Linked DNA regions of Mus musculus: all the other regions are linked to region 2. A link is a contact called in public promoter capture Hi-C data. All regions are on one chromosome and are shown on one strand. Each heading gives the region's core, a stretch centred on a gene start, on an enhancer-like site or on the middle of the called end of the contact. The rest is flanking DNA. Distances are from core to core; before and after follow the strand shown.

Evidence for each region. Promoter capture Hi-C pulls out the DNA fragments that hold promoters and counts their contacts. Capture Hi-C pulls out chosen DNA fragments and counts their contacts.
Region 1: a contact with region 2 is called in a promoter capture Hi-C map of adipose tissue, with 2.7 times the contacts expected there. The contact joins the promoter of H4f16 here to the promoter of Borcs5 in region 2. A contact is called at or near these places in 1 of 39 promoter capture datasets (pre-B cells) and 1 of 9 other capture datasets (adipose tissue).
Region 3: a promoter capture Hi-C map of pre-B cells shows a contact between it and region 2, with 2.4 times the contacts expected there. The contact joins the promoter of Art4 here to the promoter of Borcs5 in region 2.

The regions. Positions count from the first base shown.
Region 1 is chr6:136,800,864-136,805,900 of GRCm38.p6, forward strand. It overlaps H4f16 (H4 histone 16), which reads right to left and starts at 3,568. Exons shown (of 1, transcript NM_175652.3): 1 at 3,130-3,568. The coding sequence starts at 3,516. The coding sequence ends at 3,205.
Region 2 is chr6:134,638,727-134,643,255 of GRCm38.p6, forward strand. Borcs5 (BLOC-1 related complex subunit 5) reads left to right here and starts at 2,214. Exons shown (of 4, transcript NM_026371.3): 1 at 2,214-2,531. The coding sequence starts at 2,474.
Region 3 is chr6:136,854,149-136,859,092 of GRCm38.p6, forward strand. Art4 (ADP-ribosyltransferase 4) reads right to left here and starts at 3,452. Exons shown (of 3, transcript NM_026639.2): 1 at 3,015-3,452; 2 at 204-912. The coding sequence starts at 3,095.

The sequences.
Region 1 (5,037 bases), core at 2,318-4,817, 2.2 Mb after region 2:
TACCAGTGCCGGCTGGGCAATGGAGTCCAAGCTGAGCTTATGATGCAGGGCGAGGAGACCTACAGCCAGTTTACCAGGGGCAAGCCAGTGCTGATCGCTGAGTTCTCAGTGCCGCCTAGAGTAACCAGGGAAGAGTTTCAGTTGAGAAATTGTCTAAATCACATTGACTGTAAGTCTGTGGGAGATACTGTCTTGATGGTTACCTGAGGTGCGTGCCTGTGGGGGCCACCATTCCACACAGGCTGGGAGAGTAAAGAAAGCTGGCTGGCTAGCTAGTGCTTTGAGCTCTTGGCTTAACTTCTTTGCAATAATGAACTGTAAGCAGGAATTGTCAGTCAAATAAACCTTTCCTCACAGCTGCAGGTCTTACATAAACATGTCTGATGCTAGACTGCTCAGATACAGTGCCCCATGAAGAGGCAGGCACGCTAATTAATATTCAACTTCTTTATCACTGAGCACTGTATGGCCATGATTTCTGCCATGCAAAGACGACCATGAAGGAAAGGTGACAAAGACATGATAAATGTTAGGAATGCACCTCATGAAGGCGTTTTCACACGCAGACCATTCATCACACTTTACTCTATGAAATGGCCTCCTCTCTCTCCTGCCTTATGCCTGGCCGGTTTTGTTCTTTCTCACACTTAGTCAACCGGCTTCAAGGGGCTTCTGCTTTCTGGCTGTGTGTATTTATTTCATCTCCTCTAGCATCTTCTTTGTAGTTTCATGACTCACATACACATGCACACACAACACATGCACACACAACACAGGCACACACAACACATGCACACACACACAACACATGCACACACACACAACTCTACATCGAAGAAAACACATTTCTTTTGCTTTTTGTTTTTTTAATCTTTCAGAGTCCAATTTTCTTACACGCGTTCGCGACCGGCCAGGAAAGACGCAACAAACCGGAATCTTCTGCGGCAAAACTTTATTGCTTACATCTTCAGGAGCCAGAGTGCAAGAGAGCAAGAGAGAGAAAGAAAAAGAACAAGAAAGCAAGAGAGAGAAAAAGCAAGAACAAGAGAGAGAAAAAGCAAGAACAAGAGAGAGAAAAAGCAAGAACAAGAGAGAGAAAAAGCAAGAACAAGAGAGAGAAAAAGCAAGAACAAGAGAGAGAAAAAGCAAGAACAAGAGAGAGAAAAAGCAAGAACAAGAGAGAGAAAAAGCAAGAACAAGAGAGAGAAAAAGCAAGAGCAAGAAAAAGAACAAGAACAAGAAAGCAAGAGAAAGAACAAGAAAGCAAGAGAGAGAAAAAGAACAAGAAAGCAAGAGAAAGAAAAAGAACAAGAGCAAGAAAAAGAACAAGAACAAGAAAGCAAGAGAAAGAACAAGAATGGCAAAACCCCGTCCCTTTTAAGGAGAATTATCCTCCGCCTAGGACGTATTACTCCCTGATTGGCTGCAGCCCATCGGCCCAGTTGTCATCACGAGAAAGGCAGAACACATGGCGGGAAAACTGCCCCTGCACGTGTGCAGATTATGTTTACCACTTAGAACACAGCTGTCAGCGCCATCTTATAATGGCAAATGTGAGGGCGGCTTCCCACACAATTTTGCTTAATATAGTGATTTCTGTCCCGTCCATCATCTTGTCAGTGTAAGATTTCTGTTTTTCTTACCACTAAGTAACTTTCCATCCGGGCAGGTGACATGGCAGTTTCTAATTTAAGCCTTTTGAGAGAAATGATTTCCACAGTGAATGCACAAATACTTTTGTTGCTGTTGTTATTTGTGTAATAATAAATGATATTTAAGTTTCATTTTTTTGTTTCATTTCTTTTTGCTAGTAATAGTTATAGATGTTTGATTATCTCAAATAATCAAAACTCAGATTAAAAGAGGGGTGATAATCATTATTATTACATTTTGTGTTTCATAGTTTGATAGAACATGTGACTTTATAAGAAAATAAAAACCATATAACTGTAACTGAAATATTTCTCAAGACAGAAAAATAAACATCTCATTTTTCACTTGCTTTAAGAAAATGAGTTCACTAGACTAATGGTATCAGTGTTATGTATGCTCAGACTCTAGAAGTGAAGTGTCAGCCCACAGGGGCAGAGAAGACTCTCGCAAAAACAAAAAACAAAACAAAACAAAACAAACAAACAAACAAAAACACCAGTGGCACATAAAACGAGGTTGTGTAAAATCGCACAGAGCAGAGTTCAAATCTAGGCTCCAAAATTTTAGCCTTCGTTGTCTCATCCACAGCTGTACTCACTATCAACACTTAAAATAAATCTGCTGAAAGACCGCACCAAGTTTCTGCCACACAGAAAGCATTGAACACGAGATAACCATATCTTAATGAAATGCCAGGTTCCTGCTCCAGGAACTGTAGGAACAGTCTCCTATTTCTTCAGCCAGTGAGAAGACCCGTAAACATCAGATGTAAAAACCTAGAGATCTGAAAAACAAAACTACCGTTTTGAGTAATGTGTACAGAAAGCCGGTAAGCAGACCTGAGTCCAGGGGCCTAAGGAAGCGACTTCCTGGATCCAGAGTTAAACCCATCTGGGTATGGAGCATCGAATACAAGTACTTTGAAGGAGCAGCAAGGGCTGTGACTAACCTACTCTGAAGACTTAAATGAGACACATATGGTCTGTGGAAGCTGAAACAGAAGGACCACCGAAAGACTTATACCAGCCTGAACTAAATGGTAGACATCCGAGTGCTCCTCTTCCCCCAAACCCACGTGCTTAAGGCAGAGAAACAGCTACAGCTGAGAAAGCCAAGTTTAAGCTACAGGGTGACTTTATTGTGGGGTTCCAAGCCTCCACACCTGCCCTCATTCAGGTCCACTGTCTCTACAGGAGCTTTTTTCCCCTTTTTAGAGCGTCCGCAGAGGCTGCACCCTAGCACTCTGGGGCTGTCAACTCAACAGACACCTAAAAAAACTCATTCACGCAGACCACTCCGCAAGCATTCTGAGCAGGTCCCAGGCGGTAGGCGGGGCCACCAGCCCAAGTCCTCCAATGAAAAAGTGCACCCAGGCAGCTCAATTTGCATACAAGACAAAGCATACCAAATACAAAAAGTAATGAGACGCTCATAACTAGTGAGAACTACAAATGTCCACAGCTCCTTTCTGATGCTTTGTGGGCCCTGAAAAGGGCCTTTGTGGATGGGGGAAGCCGGCCAAGGGAACGGCCTAGGCACAGGAGGGCTCGCTTAGCCGCCGAAGCCGTACAGAGTGCGGCCCTGGCGCTTGAGCGCGTACACCACGTCCATAGCCGTAACCGTCTTGCGCTTGGCGTGCTCGGTGTAGGTGACGGCGTCGCGGATCACATTCTCAAGGAAAACCTTGAGGACACCGCGAGTCTCCTCGTAGATGAGACCCGAGATGCGCTTCACGCCGCCACGCCGAGCCAACCGCCGGATAGCGGGCTTGGTAATGCCCTGGATGTTGTCGCGGAGAACCTTGCGGTGTCGCTTGGCGCCACCTTTCCCCAGACCCTTGCCGCCTTTTCCTCGTCCTGACATATTAGTAAACAACCTAATAAAGAGACAGGAGAAACTACAGTAATCCGCCGCCGAGCAAGAGCTTATATTTCCTGGGAGCGGACCTGATTGAAAACAGCAAGGAGTGGGCGGAGCTCTAGACTCCACCCCCTGGCTCTTTGTGCTCTGCTGTCTCCCAAGAACCATAAAACCCTTTCGGTTCCCTCTCCAAATTCCAGGAACCCTAGCACATTTGAAAGTTTAAATAATATAAGGTAACAATCTATTTCTCCTCTTTTTTTTTTTTAGCACAAATAAAAACGGCGCATCATGCTTGTTATCTTCAGTGCACGCTGATTCGGTATTTTCTAAGCAGCATGCTTGTTTTTACACAACTTTAATGTGAAAATGAAAAGAAGCTAGCAATAGAAATCTAGCTTACTAGGTCTTATACCGAAGCAGTTTACATTTTCACGAGAGAGTCTTTTGAGGGGATAGAAGTGTTTTAGTGCCTTTCTTTTGTGGCCACGATAAGAAAATTATGCTAGTTCCCACTTCCTATTTGGTTTCAACTGTTTCTGCAGTGTATGGATTTTCTGCTCCTGCATTGCAAACACATTGGTATTCGCTTTTCAGCCAATTGTTCCTATAGTTACTTAGCTGAACTATTGTAACTTGTCATTTAGATCCGAGGTCCTTGTTGCTTGCGTTTAAAAGAGACCTGGTGACTCACATCTGTAATTTAGGCTCTCCGGAGGCTGAGGCAGGATTGCCAAGAGCTGGGGCCAGCCTAGGCTAGACAGACTCAAATACATTTCCCCTCCTCCCCACTCAAATAGCTTGTAAAGTACCAGAAGTCAAAAGCATGACTCCGAATAACAGGACTGTCCTTAAGTTTGTTTCGTTTTTAAAGACAGCAGGTTTTGGGCTGGAGAGATGGCTCAGTGGTGAAGAGCACTGACTGCTCTTCTGAAGGTCCTGAGTTCAAATTCCAGCAACCACATGGTGGCTCACAACCACCTGTAATGAGAACTGATGCCCTCTTCTGGTGTGTCTGAAGATAGCTACAGTGTACTTACATATAATAAATAAATAAATCTTAAAAAAAAAGAAAAAGGCAGCAGGATAAATGCGTTTAGTTTGTAGTACTTTACAATTCCCATTAGTTCCACAACTCAAACAGCATTTCATTTGTTTGTCCCCTCCCTGTCTCTTAGAGATTGAGCTCTAGGATAGCTGGAGGGGGAAGAAGCCTTAATCATTGAATTTTACCTCATGATTTTAAATCCCTTGCTCTTCAGAATTCTTACCAAAATGAAAGCTGCTGCCAGAATACTTATTCAAATTTGTAAAACTGTGTGTCAACAAACAAACAAACAATCAACAACAACACACACAAAAAAAAGAGAGAAAAGCAAAAAGAAAGCAAAGAGACCTTTCCATAAACATACATTTAAGATGGTTTACAGAAGATATTCTAGAGCTTTCTTCCCCAAAACTGCACCAGAGGTTTCCATACACATTGACTTAGAATATATAACCTATCGAATGCTTAGGAGCATT
Region 2 (4,529 bases), core at 964-3,463:
ACAGGTACCAGCATAGTGGGGTATTCCTGTGACAACCTGACCATGTTTTGGGGAGGACTGTGGAAGAACTTTGGAACTTTGAGCTAGAAGAGCATTGGTTTTTAAGAGCTCTGTGGGATGTTGTGTAGGAGCTTGGAAGATAATGTTGAGAACAGTGCAGAAAATGGAGGCCTGGCTTGTGAAACTTCAGAGGGATATTAAAGAATCTTTTATTGTTTGTTTGTTTGTTTGTTTTTTCAAGACAGGGTTTCTCTGTGTAGTCCTAGCTGTCCTGGAACTCACTCTGTAGACCAGGCTGGCCTCGAACTCAGAAATCTGCCTGCCTCTACCTCCCAAGTGCTGGGATTAAAGGCATGTGCCACCAATGCCCAGCGATATTAAAGAATCTTACCAGGGCTGTTGCTACTTTGATTGTGAAGATTCTGTGGTTTTGGTTAGCTGGAGCTGAAGGATCAGCTGTGGTTAACAAGATACCAGGACTACTAAAGCGAAACCTTTGCATTACTGGGGCAATTGATGCTGGTTAGCTGGAGCTACGAAATTAGCGGTGATAAAGAAGAGGCCAGCATCACTGAGGTGACATCTTCTGGAAGGTGTTTTCTGAGAGCACAGAAGCTGTGTTCTGGAGACAACCACAGTTGTGCCTCATGTAGGACCCATACTTGGTAATGTATAAGAGTCACCCAGGTGGTACTGGTTTTGAAACATGAAGGGGTAGCAGCTGATGCTTGGCTCTGTGAGAGGCCAGGAGAGGTCACTGGTGAAGGTGCAGCCACAGTGGCAGTTGAAGGCCCAGGACTAAAGGGGTCATGCAGAGAAGTTGAAGCTTAGCACCATGAAAAGAGCCTATGAGAGTGAAAGTGCAGTCCAGTTGTAGCAGAAAACAGCAGTGTTTTGGAGATGCCAGTACCACTGAGAACAGCAACACTGGTGTACAGGCATCTGGAGCCTAGAAAACAAGGTGGGTGCTACAAAGGGCTGAGCTGGAGAAGTAACACAAGCCCTTGGAGGAGCCCAGAGCATCGAGAGTGGATCCCAGACATTGGATAGTCAGAGTTTGATTTTGCTTTTGATTGTGACTATGCCCTGGTATTTTTCCCTCTTGAAGTATGAAAGTATTTTAGTGGAGCCCACAGATAGGAGACTGAATTGTAAAAAGACTTTGAATTTCAAGATATTAGATATTTTAAAGGGATTGAACTTCGGTGGTAGTTGAGACTGTAGAAGGGTATAGATGTATTTATATCTCCCCCAAGGAAGGAATTTTAGCAACACAGGCATACATCATAAAGCCAAGCTGCTTGTAATATCTTGAAACAGATGAGAGAATCCCTATAAGGCATTGGGTTACTACCCATCTATATGAGATTGGCTCAGATAAGCAGTTTCCTTTTTTTGTATTAGCTGTTTATCTTCCTGGCTTCTGGTAGTTCCATAGTGATCTGTCAATAAAACAGCATATTCTAACAATTTCTTACTTATTTCTAACTCCTTAAAACACACACACACACAGTCTTGGCATTTCCTGTATGGCCTCCTACTACAAAACTCCCTGCTTTCAAAGTTTAGAAAAGAACTCTGCTTCTGTACTAGTGTGAATTGAAATTTGAGGGCTACAGACTACCTTTCTTCCTCATTGGTAAAATAGGTGTAAAAATACCGATTTTTGCCTGACATGGTGGTGGTTTACCCTGTAACCCAGCACTTCTGTTGATTGAGCCAGGATCGAGAATTCGAGGTCACCAGGGTCATACAGAGTGAACTTCTATCTCAAAAACAAAAACCCAGACCATTCTGTAAAGTCGTTTGAAGATAACCAGCATTACAGTTCTTTTTTTTTTTTTTTAAAAAGATTTATTTATTAATTGATTTTTATGTATATGAGTACACTACAGCTGTCTTCAAACGCACCAGAAGAGGGCATCAGATCCCATTACAGATGGTTGTGAGCCACCATTTGGTCGCTGGGAATTGAACTCAGGACTTTCGGAAGAGCAGTCAGTGCTCTTAACCGTTGAGCCATCTCTCCAGCCCCAGCATTATGGTTCTTAATATGTGTTGCTCAAAGGTAATTAATGTGTCTTCGGGGGTAGGAAAAGGCTTTATCTTTTGGACATCTTTGGCCTTGGGGAAGCCTAGCCCTTTAAGGCAGCGCCGCCCCAGCCTCCAGCGCGCGTCTCTTGCCCCGCCCCACCCCTCGGGTTTGGAGGCGGGACCTCCAAACCCGGAACTGAAGGCCGCGCATTGCCGGCCCGGCCAATCGGCGTCCCGGAAGGAGCGAGCTGAAGCCACCGAGCCAGTGAATGACAGCAGCGCCGCCCGCCGGTCGCGGCTGCAGCCCTGCCGGCGTCCCGAGCCTCCTGTCAACGCGAGCGGCGTGCTTTCCAGCGGCGCCTCTCCAAGTGTCTGTGGCCCAGCGGGGTCTCCCCGCTCTCCCTAGCCTCTGCCCCGGTGTCCCTCCGCTGCAGGGGCCATGGGCAGCGAGCAGAGCGCGGAGGCCGAGAGCCGCCCCGGCGATCTGAACGCCTCAGGTCGGTGCCTCACCTCCCCGCACCGGTGTTGCTGGCGAAGCCGACCGCCCCGGTGCAGGCCCTCTGTGTTCCCTAACACAAAAAAAGCGTGGCCTCCCGCCCCAGTCCTAGTCCCCTAAACCGGCTTGCCCGGCTTCACTCTAATTTCTAAAAGACGACCTACTTAGTGTTCGGTTCCTGGACTCCACACTGACGTGGAGACTTGGGTCACACTGGATCGATCATACCCGAGTCCTCCAAGATCAGGTTTTCTGAAAATCGGGGTGTCGAGGAACCTTTTCAGAAGGGTCCTGTGAGCACTGGGCGGTCACTCTCAGTGTTTGGGTGCAAATATTTCCAGGCACCGCTCTCTGGCCACTCAGGTATCGGTTTTTTGTTTTGTTTTGTTTTAATAATTTTAAAAATAAGTTGGCCAGGTGGCAGGCAGTCTCTCGTGTATCTTCTGTTCACATTTTTTAGACGTCTCTTAGCATTTGGGGTAGGATTTGGAAGGGTTTTGTCCTGTACCTGTAGTAAGTGCTCAATAAAACAGCTGGCAATTGAAAACCATTTGGTCCTTTTGTTGTTACTTAGGTAACCTCTGAGAGGGCCCTCGATAGGCTCAAGGGTTACAAGCCTAATTAGTTAAACTCTCTCATAGCCAAAGAGTCTCAGAGTGGCTCTCTACTTGGTAATCTTTGCAACTTAGAAATGTGGAAGCTAACAGATGATTCATGCTGAAGGGCGTTCCTTCAAGACCTGCAGTCAGGGGCTTGCAGCTACTAGCTTTGTTATGTTTTCATTCCTTGGAAGGCCTAGAGTATCACGTCTGTTTTTAAGAAACCCGCAAAAATGGCTCATCTCATACTTTTTTTTTTTCTGTATCAGGCCAGAAGCACACTTTAGGGGAAGTAGTGTAGCATCCTATCAGACAGTTGCTCATCCGGGAACCATAGAAATGAGCATAGGCTCATTTCTGATAGAACGTACACATCCCGTGCCAGGATAATGTTTATAGTATACCCATTTTTGCCCACATCTTTACCAATTTTATGCATAAATAATGCCTAACTGCTTTGAAGTCCCTTTTCCTTTGAGTCTGGAGGAATCGTGTAATTTGTTGCAGAAAAGACTGGTACTGCTTTTGTAAAGTGTCAGATAAATGACAAAGCCAAGATAAACTTTTCCTGAAAAAGCAATAAAAGCGGCAGAGGTCCATCGTTGTTGTCATCTGTCCCCCACTCCCACCCCAGCACGGTGAGGCACCAGGAGAAGCTCGCTCCTGGAAGATGGAGTAGTTCTGTGGTATTTATCCTCAGGACAGACGGATGGGCCTGAGTGTGTTTACTGTTTACCAGAACTTTCAAGAATAAGACAGCTTAGGGATTCATTCTTGTTCCAGCCAGGAAATTATTTGGGTAAGAGGATATCTTGTTCTAGAGACTCCTTGTAGGTTTACATTGACATGCCCCGGAAGCAATGCTCCCATTTTCTGAATGGTTCCTATTGATGGTTTCTGTCCTCCGTGCACAAATGCTGCACCAAGCTCCCTGAAGCCTTAGGTATAGACTTATAAGTTGGGATTGGAACCAGAGATTTTGGCTCTTTTCTCCACACCTGGCTGGCTCTGATAGGCTAGAGAGGCACCTTTGCATTCTGTGACACTATGAAGAACTTTTGTACCAAGAGACCCTCAGTGCCTTTCCTAAATCTGTTTTACCTTAGGCAAATCTGTAAACTACATACAGATCAGAACAATTAAAAAGGAGACTTTAAAAAAAATACCTACTTATGATTTGCATGTTGAGTGATAAAATGTGTGATTATGAAAGACATTCATACATCTTATATGTTTCTGTTATGTTTGAGGGTTTTGCATTCTATATATGAAAAGAGAAAAATAGATGTTTTGGGCTAGGGCTCTATAGCTCAGTGGTAGGACACTTGCCTGGTATGTGAGAGGTACAATCTTCAGTACCACAAGGAGGGAAAAACAAGTTAGAAGTTCCCCATAATCTT
Region 3 (4,944 bases), core at 2,202-4,701, 2.2 Mb after region 2:
TACTGGGGACAGGTTTCCCTGTTTTCAACTCCCTACTCCTAGCCCACTCAGAAAAAGAAAAAGGAAGAAAAAGAAAAAGAAAAGGAAAAAGAAAACGAAAAAGAAAAAGAAAGAGAAAAAGAAAAAGAAAAAGAAAACCCTTCTATAAATGAAGATTGATTTCTGACTCTTCTATGTACAGACCCAATTTAGAGCAAGCTCACCTTTTAGCAGCTGGCAGTTATACGTGCTCATGTTCCCAGCAGACCGCAAGTTTATCAAATCTCCTTTGGGGCTGCCGCTCTTACTTACGACTTCAAATAACTCATAGGGGGGGATCAAGACTTCCTTCCTGAGAGAGAAGTCTTGCACAGAGGCACCCAGACAAGTGAAAATGGTAAACAGGGTTTGGTTTCCAGACACCCGTGTCTCTTCCTTTAGCAGGGAGGCAGAGAGGAACTGGCCGAATCGAATGGTGGAACCTACGTTGGCTCCAATGCTCACATCCTTCATCCCGTGGTACACCTTGTAACACAGACTGCCGTTCTTTGTAGAGCTGTCTTTCCTCAGCAGCTGGATGGCTGAGGTGAGGTAGTAGTGCAGATACTTGAAGTGGAATGACTGACTGTACTGCCCAGGAGATCCCGCAGCCCTGGCCATGGCCTTGGCCAAGTCAGAGCTCACATTGAGATTCAGGGTGAAAACCACAATGGCCACAGCATGCACCGGGGTCATGCTCTCCGGGAGGGCCTTTGCCTGGTTCAGCCAGGTTAGGTGGGCTTTTTGCCATGCTCTGGAGTAATACTTATGAGTATCTACTTCCTTTATGAAATAGTCTCCTTGATTTAGCTCCTCCACCATCTGTTCGCTACAGCCTTGGTATTGATCATCAAAGGAATCAGGTGTCAAGTCCACGTCGACCTTAAGAGGAGCCTATGAGGAAAAGAAACCTCGATTTACATTATTCAGATCAGATGGAAACAAGGTTGCAGATTTTTGTGCCCAACAGAGCTGGCTGAAGTATTTTACACGGAATGCTCAAGCTGTGCCCACTATAATGACTCCATGCTATTCCTACCTGGTCTGGGGTTGTTATTATTCATAAATGGCACAGAAAACTCCAAGGCTCATCTCCCCAGGGAGGAAGTGTTCTTTACCTTAGAACTCATGGTGTTTCCATATTTGAGTCTGTTGACAATAAAGCACTAACCTTCTGGTTTATCTACTTTCCACTTCTTCAGTTTCTTCCTCCTCCTATTCTCTCATGCATGTCATAAAGCATGCTCAGAGCTGGGGGGGGGGGTGGCTTATGCTTATCGTCCTTAGAAGGCCGAAATACAAGAGGTGCTGTGAGTCTGAGAAGGCTTGTGAGTTCAAGGCTGGCCTGCATTGCAATGGGGGGCTCTGTCTCAGCCTAACCAAACTAAAACTAAAGCAAGCTTATATTCATACATATAATTTTAACTGTACATTTTGCTATGTGTGTGCATGCACAGAGAAGCCAGAGGTCAATGACATAGGTCTTGCTCCATTACTCTCCACTTTATTTTTTGAGACAAGGTCATGCCCTAAGCCAAGAGCTTTGCAGTTTAGCTGAGTGGTTGGCTAGTGATCTCTGGAGCAACAGGGATCGGCCCGTCTCTGCAACTTTTTCTCACTGCCCAAGCTAGGCTTCCAGATGTGCATTCCTCCACTCCTGGGTTTTATGTGCATTCTGGGGACCCGAACTCAGGTCCTCACCCTTGTGCATCAAGCCCCGTTAACCACCAAGCCATCTTTCCAGCCACCCTATCGTACATCTAGCGTTAGGTTTTCCAAGAGAGACTTCTGTAAATAAAAACCTTCTTGCTGACTTAGATTCTAGGACAAAAAGGAGGGGAAAAAACCTAAAGCAAACAAGGAAGCTGAAGTGTCACCTTCTTCCTCAATTAGCCCCCGGGTGCACACACACCTCTGGATCTGGTGGAAAGTTGGACTAAGAGTAAATTCCAGAGCCTGTCAGACTTGTCTCTCCAGCTACTGGCAGTGCAGGACTGAGACCTCTCAGGTAACAGCTTGTCTTGGGGGAGAAGCACTTATGCCACAGACATAAGACTAGCCAGGCTCCAGGGTGGAGAGCAGGGCAGAACCCGTGCATGCAGCTGCGCTTCCAAAGCTCGAGAAACAGCGTTTCAGGGGAGCAGTGGGGCCGTGCCTGGGAGCACCTCCTCTTGGTGAGCGAGGGGCTGGAAAGTACACCCCTCTTGGAGGTGGGGAAACAGTTGAATGTTGTCTAGAGGGTGCCGAAAGGAGGCTCCCTGGCTTCGGTCAGCTCGTTAGTGAGAACTGTATCAGCATCACCTACACTCAACCATTTCTGGGCAAAACAACGATGCTTTTCTCATGAGCAGCACTCACCAAAAGGCAAGATTCTGCCCAAGGCCAGCGTTGTTGGGGGCGGAGCTAGAGAACACACGGTTTGGTATTTTAACCGTGTGATTTATGATGTCATGCTGTCTAGTTACATACAATCTAGAGTCAATTTTACAGACTGATTGGATGATGTGAACCAGTGCACCAGATTTTAAAACAAGCTTCCATTAATCCAAGCCAAGAATCACATTCTGTCAAATATCAAAATGAACTCTGACACATTTTTAACATGTCTCCAGATCTCAAATGTTTCCTGTGTCACCCATTATCATTAGCTTATTTTTAGTTTATAGATATTTAAAATTAGGATACTCCAAATGTGTGCTATCTGTATAAAGCGGTTTTGAGTTAAACAGGTTAGTCTACATTATTGCCCCGGTGGAATCATTGCTTTAATACTTAAAAGAATCGGGAAAATAACTCAATGGCACTCACATCAATTATGCCAGATTTATGACTTAAAAATTTTTAATTTTTATAGCAATTTTCCCTGTCACTCTTTACTAACATTGTTTATTCTTAGATTGCCAGTGGCTAAGTTCTTAGCAATTAGGTGGCCCCCAGGTGAATAGCCTGTTGGTGCATCGTTGATCATGAGAGACCAACTTTTCGATAGCCCCTACCTCAGTGCTCCCCGCGGGTGTCTGCTGGACCCAGAGCAGTAGCAGCAGGGTGAGCTGCCCTCCTGGAAGCCACAGCGCCATCCTCCTGTCTGTAGCACTTGGTAGACACGTTCTCTTAGATCTACTGGTCAGTGGGCAGCTTGGTGGTTTGTGTCAGCAACACTTCTTTATTCTGAAAGCCTCGTCCCAGAATACGCTCTAGAGTCCTCCTTTGGCATTTTCTTTTCCGGCTGTGTCTGAGGTTCTGCTCCTGCCGCAACTGTGACTTCTGTTGAATATCAACAACCTCAACAACCGACAGTTTCCTCCAAGGTAGAAGTCTAGCGCCTTTGCAGTGTTGAAGTCTCCGCGAAAGGGCCAGATGTGCGCGGCACAGAATGGTTTTCAGTGTAAAGAAGGCAAAAACCGTCTCTCTGTCTAGTCGGCATGCAGGGGAATGCCAAGGGTCTGTTCAGGGTCAGGCTGTGCAGTTCAGCCTTGCCTTTCCCAGATCGACAAGAAAAGGCATGCTCCAGGAGTACTCGGGCCAAGTCCCATTATCTGCAGCCCCAGGCTTTCCCTGTGAGCCACTGCAGTGGCACATGAAGCGCAGCTGGGGAGATGCGATCTTAAGGTGGACCTGTGTCAGGCTCATCTGGCAGTGCTGATAGCCCTGCCCTGGAATGATTGCCCTCCAGCAGCACAGGCTTTTAATGTTGTGTGTTCTTTGCTGCCTCTCCACGGTGTGTTTGAAACATCCCCGTTCAGAGACGGGGGCTGTTGGAGTCACAGCTTTGAATGTTTATTTCTTTTGAGAGCTTCAGGTTTTCTATCTATTGTAATCTGCAATGAGGCCCGCAGGCAGGAGTTAAGTCCGACTTTCCACTGTTAACCACATTTCCTGCTCAAGTCTGGCTGTCCTTCCACTACTCCCGACCTTTCAGAGTCTGCTGGCTCGCAGACGTTGTTTATGTTCCCTGCCTCTTATCTAACTGTGACAAGAACCAAATTCCGTTCTTGGGAATTGTGGTCCTGCTTTCTTTTTACCACGTTAAATATTGGTCTGTCTGAAGTTTCCCAAGTCATAGAAGCATAAAAGAAGGAACGCTAATTATTCAAAATGATTGCTTGGAGAAAGCCACTATTTTGATTTACATTTTGGCTTTATACCCACAACACACACACACACACACACACACACACACACACACACACACAGAGCAGAAGTGAAATCACAAGACTTTGTATACTGTTTGTTTCCCATTAATGTTTTATTTATTTATTTGTTTGTTTCTCACAAGTGTGTGTGTGTGTGTGTGTGCTTGTGTGTGTGTTCAACTTGAGTGTCTTCCTACCCCTCACTCTCCACCTTAGTTTTTGATCCGGGCTTTCAGTGAACCTGGAGCTCACAGATTTGGTAGTGGATTGAGAAGCCCCGTGTCTGCGTCCCCATACTAGGACTGCAGGCGCGTGCTGCGTTTGTTCTGTTGTTGCTCTGCCTGATGAGTTCCTGTGAGCTGCATGGCCAGTGCCTTCCCAGCAGAGCCGTCTTTCCAGCCCTAATGATTAATTTTTCAAGGGTTTTTTTCAAGATAGTGTCTCATATATCCGAGGCTGGTTTTGAACTCAATATGGAACTGAGGCTGACACTCAATCTTTGATCCTCTGTCTCTATCTCCTGGGTACTGGAATAGCAGGGGTAAGCCATCATAACCTGTTTCTATGGTACTGGGGGGTCAGACTGCCAGGCCTTTATGCTAGACAAGCACTCGACCAATGCAGCTGCATCAGCAGCCAGCACTGTAACATTTACTATTAATGTGTGTGTGTGTGTGTGTGTGTGTGTGTGTGTGTGTGTGTGTGTGTGTAGCTCGAACTTGCCTTGAATTCTTGATTCTCTGTCCCTGTCTCAGGAGTGCTGGGATTACAGATGTGCTCAAGAGCTCCAAAC